2 separate regions of the Mus musculus genome follow, and region 2 is linked to region 1. A link is a contact called in public HiChIP or PLAC-seq data. All regions are on one chromosome and are shown on one strand. Each heading gives the region's core, a stretch centred on a gene start, on an enhancer-like site or on the middle of the called end of the contact. The rest is flanking DNA. Distances are from core to core; before and after follow the strand shown. Region 1 overlaps Tgfbr2 (transforming growth factor, beta receptor II). Region 2 has its middle 13 kb from the start of D730003K21Rik.

The links. HiChIP or PLAC-seq counts read pairs in DNA pulled down with a chosen protein or histone mark.
Region 2: a contact with region 1 is called in an HNF4G HiChIP or PLAC-seq map of pancreatic cancer cells. The contact joins two enhancer-like sites. A contact is called at or near these places in 1 of 15 datasets of contacts at CTCF or cohesin (CD8 T cells), 1 of 484 Hi-C or Micro-C datasets (bone marrow-derived macrophages) and 5 of 115 datasets of contacts at active chromatin or transcription factors (embryonic stem cells, fibro-adipogenic progenitors, pancreatic cancer cells and 1 more).

What each region holds. Positions count from the first base shown.
Region 1 is chr9:116,109,639-116,116,296 of GRCm38.p6, forward strand. Tgfbr2 (transforming growth factor, beta receptor II) reads right to left here. Exons shown (of 8, transcript NM_009371.3): 5 at 1-665. Among named protein-coding and RNA genes, the nearest start is that of Gm31292, 32 kb to the right of the region's middle. Within about 2 kb of position 2,738, at least 11 of the 459 cell types and tissues checked have an H3K27ac peak or open chromatin away from gene starts, as enhancers often do. A contact at or near this core is called in pancreatic cancer cells, where this site is marked.
Region 2 is chr9:116,311,122-116,317,803 of GRCm38.p6, forward strand. No RefSeq gene overlaps it. Among named protein-coding and RNA genes, the nearest start is that of D730003K21Rik, 13 kb to the right of the region's middle. Within about 2 kb of position 3,185, at least 45 of the 459 cell types and tissues checked have an H3K27ac peak or open chromatin away from gene starts, as enhancers often do. A contact at or near this core is called in pancreatic cancer cells, where this site is marked.

The DNA of each region.
Region 1 (6,658 bases), core at 1,488-3,987:
CATCTTGGGCCTCCCACAAGGAGTGTGGTCACTGTGGAGATGAGCGATGCCCCGGGCCAGGGAGCTGCCCAGCTTCCTCAGGTCCTCCCAGCTGATGACATGCCTCGTGAGGTACTCCTGCAGGTTGCCCTTCGCGTGGAACGCCGTGATCAGCCAGTACTGCTTGCCCAGCTCTGTCTTCCGCTCCTCGGCCGTCAGGAACTGCAGGATGTTCTCATGCTTCAGGTTGATATCGGAGAAGATGTCCTTCTCTGTTTTCCACGAGGAGTACTCCTCGTAGGGGAAGATCTTGACAGCCACGGTCTCAAACTGCTCTGAGGTGTTCTGCTTCAGCTTGGCCTTGTAGACCTCGGCGAAGCGGCCCTTCCCCACCAGCGTGTCCAGCTCGATGGGCAGCAGCTCCGTGTTGTGGTTGATGTTGTTGGCGCACGTGGAGCTGATGTCGGAGCGGTCGTCCTCCAGGATGATGGCACAATTGTCACTGAAATCCATCAGTTTCCGGGGCTTGCTGCTCTCCCAGGACGGGCTCAGCTTCTGCTGCCGGTGGACACGGTAGCAGTAGAAGATGATGATGACAGCTATGGCAATCCCCAGCGGAGGCAGGAGGCTGACACCCGTCACTTGGATAATGACCAACAACAGGTCGGGACTGCTGGTGGTGTATTCTGATGTGGAGAGAAGACAAAGGAGAGAAGGCATTAGGCTCTGGAGGTGTGCATCACCCCTACCGGGAAGCAAGTCCATAATCAATTCTTTATGCACGGTAGCATCTAAACTGGGTCCGCGGATACTAGGTAGGGATTCTAGCTGATGATTCTACACCCTGCCACACTGTCCATGCCCCTCCCAGTGTGTAGCTGAGTCAGAGATGATCGAGGATACCATATAAACCAAAACCTAATGCATAAGGCATTGTTAGATACTAGCTCCAAATCTCTTCCTCGTGAGGATTCACATACAGGAAGGACAGAGATGGGTAGAGGGCTCAGCTGGTAAAGCACCTGCTCTGTGGACCCGTGCTAAACCTCCAAATGTAAATGTGCACACACTTGTGATCCCAGCTTGGGAGAAATGGAGGCAGGCAGGTTTCTAAGGCTCACTTGTCAGTCAGTCTAGCTAAATCAGTGAGTCTCGGGTCAAGTGAGAGACCTTGCTCCTGAAAGAGTACATACCATTCCTAAGAAACCCACTAGTGTCTGCATGCACACACTTGCACACTTGTGTACCTGCAGACATACACACATATATATATGTGCGTACATGTACACACACACACACACACACACACACACACACACACTCACACAGTTGACATAAAGAAGCAAGGCTTCCAAGACACCTTCTTTTCCATGCCGCTCCATACCACCCAGGCACAGAGCTGTTATTTCCGGGTGACCTGGATGTGGAACAGAGCAGGAACAGGAGCAGGTGAGAATATGGGAATGAGCAAAGACAGTCCCTGTCTGAGATCATTCCACTCAAATACCTCCTATTCTTTAAATTTCAGCTCAAATGCCACTCTCTAAGAAAAGCTGGGGAAACTTAGTACGATGTCTTTTGCGGCTTCTATGCCTTTCCGTGTTTGCATGTCAGTACAATCAGGGCTGAGTGACACAACATACTAGACAATGCCTAAGGCTGAGTGAGGCACTGGGGATAGAGGTAGAAAGACATACGTAACTGTTGCTTGTGAATGGTTGCTTCTATAGAGATATGGTTCAATGCTCCCTGCCCCACCCCCATCCTTATCTCTATAGGCTCATGTGTTTGAAAACTTGGCTCCCAGCTGCTGATTTTGTTTTGGAAGGTTATAAAACTTTCACCAAGTGGATCCTTACTCCCTAGAGACAGTGGGTCGTATAGGGCAGGTCTTAAGGTATATAAGCTGATTTTCAGTGACCACCCCACTTCCTGTGGATACAGTACGATCAGGTTGTGCCAGCCAGCCTTCACTACTGTGACAGATGGTGCCTCTAAACACTGCAAGCCGGAATACTCTCTTCCTTCCTTAATCTGATTCTGGGCAAACCATTTGGTCACAGGAATACAAAAGCAGCCAGTCCATAATAGTACCTGGTAAAACTGTAGATCACTGGTTCTCAACCTGCGGGTCATGAACTTTGAGGGTCAAAGGCTTCCTTGCCTAAGACCATTAGGAAACACTGATATTTACATTATGATTCATAACAGTTGCAAAAACACAGTCATGAGGTAGCAATGACAATAGTGTTATGGTTGGGGTCACCACAGCATGGGGAACTGTATTAAAGGGTCACAGCGTGAGGAAGGGTGAGAGCCACTGCTCTAGAGACTGCCACAATCCTGTTGTTCCTATTGATCCCAACTTCCAATTCACTCTGATTTTGACTCCCACACAGACTACCTTGAAACACCAGCTCTGGGCCTGAGAAGCAGGGGGAGCAGTCACCTTATGTCCACTCAACATCCCTCTCTTTGCATCGCCTATGGTTGCCGACAATGGACACAACACACAGGGACCTAATGTCTTATGCACAGCTTTGGTTCACCTATCAGAGCCTTGATCATTTGTTTCTAGTTCTCTTGGAGAAAAGGACATGGTTCTTAGTCTATAATGTGCAGAGGGGTCATTGACGACATCCACGCGAATGCCAGAACTCTAGTTGTGTGTTGTTCATCTGCCCATGAGGTACTCATTAGAGAGCATGCCTGAGTCTCTGACACTCTATTTGTGGCATTCCTGATTGTCTGCTCTAGGCATTAGGCATGCTGCTGTACTGTGCTGTCTTTAAGCTACCGAGTAGGGCAGTTGGGGCATGCCCATAAATGCTGAGCGATGTGTCATTCCAGAAGGGAGTCAGGTGTATGCTACAATGTATGAGTGAGGATGCTTATAGAAACGTGGAGGGTACAGGAGCTGAGACAATACTCAGCCACTTCAGTTCCTGGGTCAGGAGTGAGTGATGAGAATTCAAGCCAGTCAGCTGGGAAGATGGCTGAGGAGCCTTAGAGGGAATGTGATCCTAACTGGCATTTGATCCAGCCACTTAAAGTGACACTGTATGAAATGAAGGGAAGGGGGGCACACAGACATGGGGTGTTCTGACTCACTGTCTTTTGGGCAAAATGTTTGTTGAACCCACTGACCAAACTCCAAGGCAGGAGTTCTGTCTGATGCCACTTAAAACTAAAGGAATCTGAACCTCAGAATTTCAGGAACCACATGGGGAACGCAGAGTCTTCTGAAAAGATACATGAACACACTTTAAAAACAGGAAAAAGAGGGCTGGTGATTAAGAGCATTTGCTGTTCTTGCAAAGGACCTGGGTTTGGTTCCCAGTATCCACATACAACTGTCCCTAACTCTAAGTTCAGGGAATCTGGCACCCTCCTCTGACCTTCACAGGCACCAAACACAAATGCAGTGCACATATTTTCATGTAAGCAAAACACTCATACATACAAAATAAATATTTAACAAAGTGCAAAAGGCAGGCAGTTTGGTGGTGGGGCCTTCAAAACACAAATTTTTATTTGTAAGATTTATTTAATTTTTATTTTCAATTAGGTGCAAGAGCATGCGTGTATGCGTGTGCGTGCGTGTGTGTGTGTGTGTGTGTGTGTGTGTGTGTGTGTGTGTGTGTGTGTGTGTAGGTGACCCCTCAGAGACCAAAGAGGGTGTCAGACGACTTGGAGCTGGAGTTATAGAGTAGTTCTGAGCAACCCCATATGGGTGCTGGGACCTGAACTCAGGTCAGCTGCAACAATAGTATGATCGTGACTACTGAGCCCTAAAACCTTGGATAATAAGAAGTGGACTCTCTTTATCTTAGGAGGTTAAAGCATGACGGGACCAGCTAAGCCAGGGTATGAGTGGCAGAGGGAGTGGCGGCCATGACAATTAAATACACAAAATTAAAGAGAGATGAAACACTACTCAGGAGCCACAGACATCATAGCCCGTATCCCTACTACCTGTGACCATGTTTGCATGGGAAGGCTCACTTGTCCTAGCTCTCCTCAGTCATATCTACACAAAGCACCTTGTCATAAACTGGTTTGGCTAAGTGACTGTACGCTCCTTTCAGGACAACGAGAGCTCCTGGGGCAATGGCCAGGCCATCTAGTACCACTGAGATATGCTAGCAATTGGCATAGGCTGGACCACTGTCATGATTTTCTATGTTTGTGCTGTCAGATGGATAGATCCTTATCTAAAGCAGGCCGATTTAGACAGTTTTTGTATGGTCTTACAATCAAAATGGCCTCTTCTCCCCCACCCGCCCACCACAACTTTCAGTTGTTGTTGAACAGAGGGGTGGGGGGAGGGAGAGAGAAGCCCTCTGTGGATTCTCTTAATAGGGACCTTCCTACCATAAAGATCAGTTCTGCCTCATAAAGCCAAAAGCATTTACTATCTGGTAATATTTCACAGAACAAAATCAGCAGCCCCCTATCCTATAAATGTTATTTTTAATACCCCGTTATACACTAGAAGAATTTGGAGAGACTTCACTTTGGTCCAATGTGAATATTTCTTTCCACATATAAGAAAATACAATTCAGACTTTCTAAACTGTTACCTGTATGACTTCTTAGCTGTGTCTCCAGTTCATTTAAATCATCTGCGTGAAGCGTTCATTTGTTACTGAAAAGTTTATAACTCCCAGCTACTCACAGAAAAGGTCCTTTTCTTGCTCATACCTACCTCTTTCTTCTAGTCTGAGGCAAGCACTTACATTGAAATTAACATGTGGTGTTGACAGCAGAAGGTTCTAGAAGTCCCCTAGTCTAAGGTTAGAAACCAAAGCTTCACTTTCCTCTCCAGTTTCCTGTAACCTTTTTTTTTAAAACCTACACATAAAATTCTCCCTCCCCTCTCTCTCCGTGAGTGTGTGTGTGTGTGTGTGTGTGTGTGTGTGTGTGTGTAGTGACTGAATACCATTTGTCAATGTAGAAACTTCAAAGAGGAGGTGAAGGGAGTCACAATAACAACTCAGGCCGGAAGGAAGTTTTGGGATGTGGCTATATCTAAATAAGAGCCTCCCAGGCACGCCTCGGAGTTGACCTCTGGGCTTCACTAGACAAAGAGAATTGTAGATATGGACAGGCACTGGGGTCAGCTTGGCTCAGAAACTCACATTAAGTGTTTCTTCCTGCTTATCCCTAAATAAGAGAGACTCCTGTGCTGGCTGAGTTCTCAGGACTCTTACAATTCTTATATTTACTTGCCGGGAAAAGTCTACAGGATAGAAACTGCTATTATTACAAGACCATGTCCCAGAGAGGAATAACTAGCATTCAATCTGTTTAATTTCCCAAGACTGACTCAGACAATAAGCAAGCCAATACTTGCAACAAACTCTATTAGAACAGGGTTCTAAGCCTTATGCTATGGTGTCTCTAAATGTCACCCGGGTGACACATTGGTAAGACCCAGTGAAGATGGCTTTAAGTAATGTCTCAGTTTGTATAGCCCTTGTCTTCACTGGAGGAGAGACCAAGCATTTTGGTGGCCATCTACTCAGTGATAACTACCAATCATTTTCCTTTCTTATGTGTATGAGGGTTGGCCCGCATGAATACACACGCAGCATACACATGCCTGGTAGCCATGGGAGCCAGAAGAGAGTGTTGGGTCCCTGGAACTGGAGTTACAGAGAGTTGTGAACCCTCATGTGAGTGCTGGCCCCGACCTGGTTCTCTGCAAGAGCAGCCAGTGCTGTTAACAACGGAGCCACACTGTCACTTCTTGGGTGGGACATATAAAGGCCCACAGCAGAGGTACAGAGACTATTTCTCATTCTTACTTATGAGCCATGGTAGGGCACTGCCCCTGAGTAGGCACATTCTCTTGCTAGGAGAAGAGGGTCTGACACGAAAGAGCAATCCGGAGACTGCTCCAGGGCCTCACACATATGGGGACTCAAGGCATACTTCTGAAATGATTAGAATCTCCCATGAATGTTGCTTTTTATATAACATAAAATTAGAGACAGCTCTGGGTAGAATTTCTGAAAGGTTCTTGAAAAGAAAAGAAGAGAAGAGAAGAGAAAAGAGAGAGAGAGAGGAAGGAAGGAAGGAAGGAAGGAAGGAAGGAAGGAAGGAAGGAAGGAAGGAAGGAAGGAAGGCACTATTTTCAATAGCAAATGTTCTTAGCCTGGGCTTTGTGAGCGGAACGCAGTGGGTCCATGAACTCAATGAGTAAAGGCCTCAGCTTCTCTGACCTTTACCTGGAATGTATCGTTTATTTCTTTTTAAGTAATTCTTTATTATTTTATGTGTATAAGTGTGTACCTGCATGAATATATGTGCAGTGTGTGTGTGTGTGTGTGTGTGTGTGTGTGTGTGTGTGTGTGTGTGTGTATGCAGTGCCCTTGGGCGTGGGGGTGTGAGAAAACAGCGTTGGATGCTTTGGAATTGGAGTTACAGATGGTGGTGAGCTTGGTGAGTCGCTTTGTGGGTGTTAGGAAACAAACCTAGATCCTCTAACTCTGAGCACTGAGTGCTCTTAACTGCTTAGCCATCACTCCAGCACTGACATATTCTGAGTTATTTTTTAGTATTTGCTGTCCCTACGATTACGTTGCCATCATGGACATGTCCATAGCATGTCCATTTGAGAGAGATACCTTGACGAATGCGTGATTTAGTCCTCACTTGGATATCCTGTCTGTCC
Region 2 (6,682 bases), core at 1,935-4,434, 200 kb after region 1:
AAGCAACCATTGGAGCCAGTCTCTCTCTTTCTCTGCGAGTTGCTTCTAGGCCATTGAGTAATTAATTTTACTCTAACACATGTTCCCCTTGGTCAAGGTATGAAAGCAATGGGGCCAGTAGATAGCTTGGAATCTCTGAAACCAAAATAAAACAAAACAAAACACTACCACCACCATCATCACCACTACCACCACAACAAACCATTTGTGCTTTATACATTGATCAGCCAATTAGGTCAAGTATTTGTGACAGTAACAGAAAGCTACCAACCCTGATGATGACTCTGCAAAGATCTCTGAGCTTGGCAAGCCTAGGTCATTTCCTCTCTTTTGAATCCCATATACTTACTTCTTTTCACCTCTTTGGTTGGGCTTCCCACGTGGAACAGACCTGGTCACCCATGGCTCTGTTACTCGTCTCTGTCTCATTCAGCAGTCAGGAATGTAAGAACTGCCCAGAAATGTCTGACTGGGAAACTTGCTCATCTTTTGTGGGTTTTGAAGCTCTAGCCAATTAAACAGCAAGATGCCTATTGCAGTATAGAAAGGGGAACGACAATGGTGTTATGATTTGTAGTTAATCATCTAAGTCAAGCATCTCCAAGATGGAGAAAAATCAAGACAGATTAGAGTTAATATGAGAATAGAGGGGAAGCTGAAACTATCTTGTTGCAGACACCAGATCATTTCTCTCTCTGGTCCACTGGAGAAGGTGGAAAATGTAAGGCCAGAGGCCACATCTGAAGATGGTAAAAAGAACACCAGGACAAATAAAGGAATAGGAAAGCAGATTTCTAAAAAAAAAAAAAAAAAAAAAAAAAAACAAACAGAAAAAGAGGTATTTCTGTTTTAAAATTCTATTAGCTATTCAGTAACACTGGTCCACTTGCTCAATGATGCTCAATGCCTCTAATAACTCCAACTAGTCTCCACATTCTCCTGCCTCTGCATCTTGCTAAGAGAGCTTTCCTTCAAGGAAAATAGACAAACATTCCCCCTACTGAACAGCTTAATCTGCATGGCTGGCTGAATGTTGAGGAGGTGGCTCCAGGTACAGGGTCGTCTCCCTGTCCTTCCAATGGTGGCTGCTTCTATTCCTTCAAAGTTCAAGGCTTTAGAAATGTGTTCTAGAGTTCAGCTCAGAGATTTTGAAAATTGATTTTAAATATAGTCTCAGTACATTTTTAAAAATAACATCCTTCTAGACTGGGCAATAATGGAAAGAAGAAAAACAGAGGGAGAAACATGGGGGAAGACCAGCCAATCATGTGAACAGCATCAACAGGACTAACACCAAGGTCTACAGCATAGATTTCATGGTCTGGCCCAGCACTGCAGAGTGTGGTAAGCAGATAGAATCTTCCTGGCTCAGCCCTCTGAGTACCGGATTATAGAGCCACACTTGGTTGTGGGAAGTTATTTGGTTGGCAAATTCAAATTCAGCTTTAGGGGTCTTCATGTTTTCCTGTAGCATTTTGTGTTATTTTTTGTGTTAAACTGCAATTTAAAATTAGTTCATGTAATTTGTTGACACAAGCTTGTTCCCTGGGGATTCCTTCTACCATCTTTGGGGTCTGTAGTATTTTCTTTTTAGTTTCTTGTTTTTATCAATATGTTTTTACATCATTACTGTTTTCATCTAATCATGACCAGTCTAGTAGTTCAGTTTATCTTTCTAAAGCAACCTTCCAAATGCTTCATTGTCTTTTCTATTGCATTGGTCTGATGTTAAATGTTTTATCAGGTTCACACAGACTCGTCACCTGGGAAGAGAACCTCAGTTGAACAATTGCCTCTTTCAGATGGACCTGTTGGCATGTTTATGGGGTATTTTATGGGTTAGAGATTGCTGTGGAAGGGGCTGGGGAGATGGCTCAGTGGGTAAGGGTACCTGCGTAAGCAGGAAGACCTGAGTTCAAGTCCCCAGAACCCATGTAAAAGCCAAGTATGGCCAATTGTGCTTGTGACCCAGCATTCTGAGAGGCAGACGCAGGCACATCCTAGAAGCTCATTGGCCACATAGTCTAGCCCAGAAGGCAAGCTCCGAGTTCAGTGAGAGACCCTGTAGGGGAATGAGGTTGACAGTGGTGGGCTAAGAGACTAGACTCTGACTTCCATATGTGCTCATGTGTGTGTGTACAGCTATAGGCATGGGCATGCAGACTCATAGATGCACAGACACACACAGTGAATTCATGAAGAAATAAATGAATGAATTTATAGGATTATGATCTGTTACTGTCTTCAAGTCTGCCTCAGCCATTGGGGGAGTTTCTATTGGCATTTTTGAGGCACAGAACTCTTTGTTGTGGAGAGTTTCCTATGCAATGTAAAAACTCAGAAACATTCCTGGGTGCAACCCTTCGGAGGCCAATAGCACCCACAGCAGTTGTACAAACCAAAAGTACACAGAGACTTGGCCAAGCATTCCCTGGGCAGGTTGTGGGGAACAAACTTGGCCCTGACCAAGAGAGAATGGCTATAGCAACAGCAAATGGCTGCAAGCAGGTTCCATGACTTCTGAAGTTGGTGACCACTTCACTCAGCCTCTGTCTAGTCCCCGGAAATACCAGCTGGGATAGGCATGGAGCTCTCTCCTGAGTGGCTAGGCAGGATAGAACATGCTGTATGTCCTGAAAAGAAATCCTCACTAAGCCCAACTGCCTGCCTCAGATAGGTCCTAGCCAAATTCTCAAAGCAGTAGCCCTTGATAAATTAATAAACGTATCTTAGGGGTGTGTGGGGTGTTGAATGAAGACGTCCTCTATGGTGCTGCTTCTCTGTTCCCAGCAGCAATTGAAAAGGAATCCCTGAGAAGAAGGCACACCACTATTTATTTATGAAGCAAGTTGTGGGGAAACGATACCTGTTGCTTTAAAAACTGAGTCCTGAAATCAGGATTGCTCACAAGCCGGAATTGCCAGATATTTGGGTGTGGACGCATGGTATGCTGAGAAAACAAGATCTAGCCTTCTGTGTTCTTGCTAATCTTTCTTCCGAGAAACTATTTTGAAGATGTAAGGGTGGAAGAAAACATCTGGTTTGTGGGAAAAATCTTAAGGACATGTTTTTTCTTCCCGCCACTCCCGAGGTGGAACGTGAGCAGATTCACAGGCCTTAGCAACAAGATCAATAACAACAGACTGATGTAATGATTCCAGGCAGAGGGCAGAGCACATCAACAATGACTATAAAGCAAGAGCAACTTGTGAGGAAGGGTGGAGTTCTACAAGGATAGGAGAAGGGGAGGGGCACGCAGAAGGAGGGCAAGATGCGGCATAAATATGCTGAAGGGGAAGAATTAGGCTCACACCCCAGAATGGCCGGAAAAATGAATGTTTGCCTTCTCTGGCTGATTATTTGCTTAGCGATAACTTAGAGATAGATGCCTTTGGCTGCGTTTCTGCCAGCTCCTCTGTAGTATTTGGATTTACAAAGAGGAACCATCAGACAGATGCTTCAACTCCTTTCACTGGCGAGTCACTTCATGGGTTCTCCCATGTGCAATCCTTCTCCGCCAGGGTTAGAGGCATGGATCATTGGTGTCAACCTGGTCTAGATTGTGTGCCATGTGCTTGCCATATTTTCTTCATTTTAAAAAATGTCCAGGGAAATGTTTGGAAGTAAAGTGGTCTGACCACAATTTGCCCTATTCAGAGAAAGTCAAACTAAGACAAAGGCTTGGTTCTTCAAACCTTCCACTCTACAGTCTGATTGCAAAATGGGTCCTGAGGAGTGGGTGGTCACTTCCCATTCTTCCTCAGATATTGCCTGAGCATTTTCTGCTATAGCAAGCACCACCCTGGCCCATCCTTCTCTCCCAGTTCCCTGGCTGGCTTCCCTGTCACCTGCTGCTGATTATGAGCAGACAACAGTAGATAAGGAGGCCACTGAATGTGGGGAATGGGAGGAGTAGCTAGAGATGGTCCATTCAGCTGTTTTCCCAGAAACAGATGACCCTAAGAGTCCCACTTCCCAGAAGGCAACTCTAGCCATGACCAAAGTTCTACCCCACAATCCATTTCTCTGCCCTTCCAGCCCTAAGGTTTACTGGCTAAAATTCCCTACTGGGAATCCTAGCTAACTCACCACTCCCAAGTTGTTAGGTTTAGGACTATGGCAAATCAAAGATCTTCCTCTCTCTCTCCTCCCTCCCCACCCCCCGTGTGTGTGTGTGTGTATGTGAGAGAGAGAGAGAGAGAGAGAGAGAGAGAGAGAGAGAGAGAGAAGAAGAAGAAGAAGAAGAAGAAGAAGAAGAAGAAGAAGAAGAAGAAGAAGAAGAAGAAGAAGAAGAAGAAGAATGTAAAATATTTTACTGGAGACAAACAGAGAGATGATACCTAGCTTTTCCGAAGAAACCATGCAAGCAAGAAAAGTAGAATTTTCAGAAAGAAAATAGTCTACAATTCTATATACTGCAAAATAGAATTCTATACCCCCCAGATTATAATAGCATTTGTGACTGGCCCATTTTCTGGCTAGATATGGTGGTGTTGAGATTATTTAATCCCACCCTGGTGCTTCTACCCTGCCTTAGACCAGTTAGTTCCCAGATGAAAGACACACACACACACACACCATTTACATTTACAATAAGCCTTAAACAATACAAGGGTTGGTAGATACCTACCATCTACGCTGACACGGTTTCTCTGTATAGCCCTGACTGTCCTGGAACTCATTTTGTAGACCAGGCTGGCCTCGAACTCAGAAGTTAGCCTGCCTTTGCCTCCCAAGTGCTGGGATTAAAGTTGTGTGCCACCACTGCCCAGTTAGAGTCTACTTTCCTATCGATGACTCTGCATTATTTCTTACTACTTACTATGCTTCATTTGGGCTTTTCTTAACTCCAATTGGGCAGCCCTCAGAGCCATATTCTCTTGACTCCTAACCCATGGTGGCTTCTCCTTCCTTTTCCTGCACTCTTCTTCCTCCTCAAAGTCCTCTCTCCAAGCCCATGAAACCTAAATCCCACCTCTGTCTTCTGCCCAGCGATTGGCTGTTAGCATCTTTATTTACCAATCAGAAACAACTTGGAACCAAGGTATAAGTAAGTTTTTGGGATAACCAGGTCTTGGGGACCTGCACTTAGCATTATAATAGATAGCAAAAGACCAAACCTCAACAAATACAGTAAGACAATTTCTTTATCGAGAAGAAAAATGATAATAGTCAGCAGTGTGTACAAAAGAAATAAATGAAGGTAAAACAAAAGCTTGGATTTATTCTGTCCTTAGGTGGTCTAGCAAATGGTTTTATTTGAAATAGTAAGGTAGTCATCAATGTATGAAAACATGAACCTTGGGGCCAACCAAGTATTTTATGCAGGAAAACCTCTTTAAAGATAAGGACACAGAGATTGTGTGTGTGTGTGTGTGTGTGTGTGTGTGTGTGTGTGTGTGTGTGGTGTGTGGAGTGCATTGGGCACTGTGACAAAAGCTTGTAGTCCTAGCATTTGAGGAGATAAGGCAAAAGGAACAGGGGCTCAAGTTCACCCTTTCTCAACTTCAAGGCCAGCCTGGGCTATCTGAGACCCTCTCTCAAAAATGAAAAACAAACATCAAGTAAACAAAATGAACACACCCTGCTGACACTGTGCAGAATAAAGTAAGGGCTGTTGTGACATCTGGATCCCCCCTTCCCAGCACGGGCAGAGTGTTCCTCAGGGCAGGAAGATGAGTTGGGTGGAAAGGTCAGCTCCATTGTTTTCCATTCCTGTCTTGGGAAGCTCTTCTTGTTCCCACACCTCTTATCTTGAGAACCTTCGTTTCAGGTTTTTAACTTTGTATTGTTTCAGACAGGGCAAATCTCTGTTGTCCCTAGCTTGTAGGAATATGGACATCATTGTATTGCAAAAGGGACCTTTTTGTTTTTCAAATCTTGAGAAACCGCACCCCAAGAAGAACCCCTTCCCGCTTCCAAGTTTCATATATTTAGCCCTTGATTCACCCTGAGTAAGGTGTATGCACATAAGCTGTTACGTTGAGTATCATCTAAGAGAGCTGTAACACTGAAGAGTTATAATACTAAAACCTTCAGAGAAGACCACCAACCCTGGTGTTCAATGCCGTACTGAGATCCTGTGGACCCACTAGTTCTGGACTTCGCTCTATCCTTCTCCACCTAGTGTACAACAGTATCTGGACACCCTGAGGAAAGAAGCAGAAAATGGATGTGTGTGTGTGTGTGTTATATAATTTCTTAGCGTAGATGTTTTTTTTCATTCCTTCTTCCATTTTTATTTAGACAAGGTGTCATGGTGCCCAGCTTGATCTCCTTCCTGTGTAGCTGGCAATGAACTTGTATTCCTGATTCTCCTGCCTCCATCTCCCAAATCTTGGGAAGACAGGCATGTACCAGTACGTCTGCTGAGGCTGCATGCTCAATGGACTTTTTGGTGAGATTTTGGGTCAGGAATAAAAGTTGTTAAATACTTTTTATTCATATATAAGGTGATCACATACTTTATATATGTGTTTTCACTTTCTGTTAATTTAGTGATAATCGATACATTTAACAGTTGAAATTCTAATAACTTTAGTAAAATATAATCCACATACCATAAAACTAATTGTATAGTCATTCTTGGCTACCTAGTAAGTTTGAGGCTTCTCTGGGTTACATAAGATCTTCAAAAATAAACCAACAGCAACAATAACAAATATTTAAAATATTTTGGTAA